Linked DNA regions of Gossypium arboreum: region 1 is linked to region 2. The links are chromatin contacts, called in public Hi-C maps. All regions are on one chromosome and are shown on one strand. The core of a region is the stretch at or near the end of the contact, and the rest is flanking DNA. Distances in the headings are between cores, read along the strand shown.

Region 1 (2,700 bases), core at 42-2,541, 400 kb after region 2:
ATTAAGTATATTTTTTTGTTTTTTATTTTTTGCACACAATGTATATTTGAACTTTCAAAATGCATAAAAATACCCTCAAACTTTTTAAGAAAAGCAATTAAGCTCCTAAATTTTTCATCCAATTAGGTACTTAAACTGTTAAATGCTTCAAAAATACCATTTGACCATTAACTTTAACAGTTGATCGTTAAATTTAATTACCCCTTATCTTTTTTAGTCAAAGCCACTTGTGTAACAACCATGGCGTGGCATGTGACAAAAAAATTATAAAAAATAAAAATCAATAAAATTTATAAAATATTTAATTTTAATAAAAATATTTAGAATTTATTAAAATTAGGATTGTTTTATAAATACCATAAAATTATAAAATGCATAAAAAAGACCTTTAACTATTAACTTTAACCGTTAAAGATAACAGCTTCTTGTTTTTTTTAATTAAAGTTACCATATATCGCAACACGGCATGACATGCTTTTTAGTACGATAATTTTTATAAGTCTTTTTCAATTTTATATTTCTTTATTTTTATAATTTTGTTATGACTTTATAAAATTTTATAATTTTTTCTATATTTCTATATATTTTACAATTTTTACAACTTTTATAAAATTTTAAAATTCTTTATAAATTCTTTTACGATTTTATAATTATTCTAGTTATTCTAATTTTTAAATATTTTAATTAAAATTTAATATTTTTATAAATTTTCATTGATTTTTATTTTTATCATTTTTGTTACATGTCCTATTGAGGTTGTGACATGTGGTGACTTTATTTGAAAAAATTAGGAGTAGTTAAAATACCCAATTGAGTGAAAAAGGACTTAATTATATTTTTAAAAAGTTTAAAGGTTTTTTATGTATTTTAAAAATTTAAGTACCTAATTAAATGTAAAATAAAAAAGTAGGGACTTATTTATTTTTTAAAAATTTAAACTTTTTATATATTTTAAAAGTTTAAATATTCAAATACAAGTGTAAAAGAAAAAAACAAAGCTTAATGATTTAGTTTTTGAAAAAGGATACAAGGAAATTTGATATATTTAAAAAATCCAACCGCAGCCGACAGAATTTTGTCATGTTTGTTTTAAAATATCTAGCTAAAAGACAAAGGGCCATATCGTATCAATTTTATTGTTTTCAACTGTAACCCGATTTGTGTTACCTCGTGAACACAACTTGTCCCTAATTATTCCAATGAGGCTTGGCCCTTAAAAGCCTAGTTAGGACCAATTACATCACGTATGCGAGAATTACGCACATGCACATGCGGTAACAATTATCCCTATAAATTGCTGGCCTTTGCCTCCACCATTTTCATCATTCCAGTTGCTCTCATTTTTCTTTGGAAACAAAAAACAAAAAATAGAAAAAATAAAGAGCAAGAGATATGGCAAGCACATTCTCTTATAATTCTTTTGGATTCCTTCTCATTCTTGTCGCCTTTAGTTCCTTGATAAATATAAGTTCAGCTGGTAGGCAAATTGCCCCTAAAACTAGCATTGAGTTTATCAGAACATCTTGTAGTTCAACGACTTACCCTAAACTTTGTTACGAATCTCTCTTAACACAGGCTAGCATGATCCAAACAAGCCCCCAACTCATCGCCCATGCAGCCCTAAACGTGACCCTTTCAACCGCCAAGTCAACCTCGGCCATGATGGTGAAGCTTGCCAAAAGCCAAGGATTGAAGCCTACAGAGGTGGGCGCCATGCAAGATTGCGTGGAGGAATTGGAGGACACGATAGATGAGCTGAGAAAGTCAATCAGCGAGATGGGTCAGATTAAAGGCTCCAATTTTGGACTAATGATTAACGATATACAGACATGGGTTAGCGCTGCTTTGACGGATGAGAACACCTGCGCCGACGGGTTTGGAGGGAAAAACATGAACGGCAGTATAAAGACTGCTGTGAGATCCAAGATTGTCACAATCGCTCATTTGACAAGTAATGCCTTGGCTTTGGTCAACAGCTATGCTTCATTTCATGGTTAGCTATTTAATCAACTGTACAGGGGAAATTTAGTCATTATTTACGGTAGCAATTGTATTTATGGATTTTTAGAAACTACTTCTGTTTTCCTGGTAAATGTAAAATATATATGTGGTCCAAAGAAGGGAATGGAGATGTGTGTGTGTCTGTGTGTGATCTTGGTGTCTTAATGAAAATGAACGGAGTGATCTATATTATGCGCACACGTTGTATCTGTACAATAAATTGCTTTTTGTGAACATAGTAAAAGTAAAGTTGATGAAGCCTCTGTTGCAGCATACAAGCAGAGGTTTTAGTTTGTTACAAGTACATCTGGTCTTGATTTTGTATAGACATAGTAGTATTATTTTGATCTCATATTTTTGTAACTCATTTAAGACTACTTAATAACTTTACTAAATGCAAATTTTGTTTCAAACGTCAAGATTAATTTGGTATTCAAAAATATCTTGTACTTGAAATTACGAGTATTTTCGATATTAATATATTCGAGCACTCAACTTCCACTTCAAATTCTGGGCCTTAGTCCCTACCCAATGTTGATTGCCTACCCCGTACTTAGTTGCATACTTTCTTGGTTTAATTATTAGAATAAATATCTATCATTAGTTTATTAGTTGTTTTTTCTTCAGTAAAAATATGCTCGCACTCTACTCGATTGTTGGATCTAAATATAAAGTACAACATTTATTGTCGAAGTAACT
Region 2 (2,700 bases), core at 77-2,576:
CCCAACATTATCACCAGCCATGGCGTCATCTAATGTCTTTTGAAACATTTCCACACCAGTAACTGTTACGTTCCTTGTATCCTTCAATCCAACAATGTCAACAGTCTCTCCAACCTTAACAGTACCTCTCTCGATACGACCAGTGGCAACAGTACCACGACCCGTGATGGAAAACACATCCTCAACAGCTAACAAGAAAGGCAAATCTGTTTGTCTTTGAGGAACAGGAATGTAACTATCAACAGCATCCATAAGTTCATAAATCTTATCCACCCATTGGTTTTCACCTCTAGGAATACTGGGCTTAGCCATCAAAGCTTCTAAAGCTAAAAGTGCGGAGCCAGAAATAATAGGGACATCATCACCGGGAAATTCGTAACTAGAAAGCAATTCACGCACCTCCAATTCCACTAATTGCAAAAGCTCTTCATCATCTACCTGGTCTTGTTTGTTCAAAAACACAACCACGTTAGGGACACCGACCTGTTTAGCCAACAAGATATGTTCTTTAGTCTGAGGCATGGGTCCATCGGCTCCGGAAACAACCAAGATAGCACCGTCCATTTGGGCAGCTCCGGTAATCATGTTTTTGACATAATCAGCGTGCCCTGGGCAGTCGACGTGGGCGTAATGGCGATTTTCGGTTTCGTATTCAACAGTGGCGGTGTTAATGGTGATGCCACGGGCACGCTCTTCAGGGGCGGCATCAATTTCGTCGTACTTTTTTGGGGCACTGTTACCCATGGAAGCTAAGGCCATAGTTAGAGCGGCAGTTAAGGTGGTTTTGCCGTGGTCGACATGGCCGATGGTCCCGATGTTAACGTGGGGCTTTTTGCGTTCGAATTTCCCACGGGCAGCTTTGACGGTGAAAGAATCGCGACGGCGAGGGAATACGTAAGTGGTGGCAACGGTAGTGAGGAAAGGAGGGAGGAAGGAAGAGGAGAGGTGGGTAGGGGTTAGTTTAGAGGGAATTGAGGAGAAAAAGGCAGAGGTGGTGGTTGAGGAGTGAGTTGGGAAAGGGGAGGCGTGTGGGTATCTAAGCTTAGAAGAAGCGGCAGTGGCTGCTGCTGTTGATGAAATTGCCATTTCCTTGTAGAGGAGAGGAGAAGAGAGGAAAGGAGGGTTTTGGCCTTTGGCTTTGGAAAATGAAGAAGAGAAGGTAAAAGAGATTTGGGTTTGTGTTATCTTATTCCTCTGTGGCTTTGAGGATGAGGGTTTGTGAAATGGACGGACTAAAAAGAAAGGCTAATATGAGGAGTTGTTTTATCCACTTCTGCTTCCTCTGCCATATCCACTGCTCCCTCCCTCGCTCTCTCGGGGTACTATTGAAATTTCCTCTTCCTATGCTCACTTACTACCCAGCAGGCCCATCATCCCATCCCCACAAATCACTATTACTTCTTTAGGCCTAAAAATTGGGCTTCCTATCTTGAAGTTCTATACTACTATATTTCAATAAGTTTACAGGTTTTTTTTAAAAATAAAAAATGTATTAATTTTTATTAAATGTAAGTATATATAAAATTATCAGAAAACTGTATGAAATTCAAGTATTAAACCTAAATAATAGTGCTTATTCCACTTTCAAATGTTCATATTTGGTTAAATTACCTCTATAAATTTTAAAAATAAAATTATACATAAATTTTAATTTGTGCGATTATATATGTGAAACTTTGAATGTGGTTCAAATATATAAATAAAATTTTCATTTTGATTCAATTATACACATTTAAATAAATAAATACATTAAAGTATTTTAATATTGGATAAATGTAATTATTTGTGTATGCTATATATAAACATAATATGATGTTTTACCAATAATTATATTAATAATTTATAAGAATTAAATTAAATTAAAATATTATATATAAAATCACATAAAATTAAAATTTATATAAAATTATATATTAAACTAAAATCTACTTATAATTTTGAGATTTAATCCAATTATTTAAACCAAATGCTAGAGAACATTAAATTACTGACTCCTAACTCTAAGGCCCTTCAATACAAGGACCCGTCAAATAGTTCAAAGGAGTGTGTTTTCCTTGAAGGTTTAGGGTTGGGGTAATGCTTAGAACAGGGCTAGGAATATGGTCTTTTTGACCAAACAAATATTATGGTTTAGATTGTCTGAGGACATGAAAGATCCATGATAAGACAACCCACCCAAACCTACAAAGACAACCCCAGCCCTTATCGTGCCACGTCTCTGATTCAGGTTCTCAACTTTCCCCTAAAACTTCAGTGGTCTACAAATCCCCCCTTTCTTTATCTTCAATAAATAGTAGATCTATTTTACAAAAATTAAATAAAATAGTGGATAATATTCTAAAAAGTAAATAAATAAACGGTAGATAAAAAGGGTATGAGCAAAATTTTATTAATATAAATATAAAAATATGGAAAGAAATTCAATTAAATTAGTGTAAAATTTAAGTGATTTTATGTATTTTTAATTTTTATATTATTAATATTTTATCAATTCAGTCCTTGAATTTGACAATATGTTTTTATTGGTCATGCATGTAAAATTTTGAATCAATTTAATATTTCTATTATATCAATTTAAAATGTTGTTTATATTAATATATATTTAATTGTTGGAGACAAACCTAGTTTAAGCAATGAACAAGTAAAATAATGAAGAAATTGAAAAGATCAAACACAAATATTTTACGTAGAAAAAAAACC

Evidence for each region. A called contact is a pair of places that touch in the nucleus more often than the background predicts.
Region 1: a Hi-C map of leaf shows a contact between it and region 2, with 1.7 times the contacts expected there. The contact joins the promoter of LOC108480940 here to the promoter of LOC108483120 in region 2. A contact is called at or near these places in 2 of 5 Hi-C or Micro-C datasets (both in leaf).

What each region holds. Positions count from the first base shown.
Region 1 is chr1:14,235,353-14,238,052 of ASM2569848v2, forward strand. It overlaps LOC108480940 (21 kDa protein-like), which reads left to right and starts at 1,292. Exons shown (of 1, transcript XM_017784089.2): 1 at 1,292-2,302. The coding sequence starts at 1,393. The coding sequence ends at 1,998.
Region 2 is chr1:13,839,989-13,842,688 of ASM2569848v2, forward strand. LOC108483120 (elongation factor Tu, chloroplastic) reads right to left here and starts at 1,327. Exons shown (of 1, transcript XM_017786340.2): 1 at 1-1,327. The coding sequence starts at 1,086.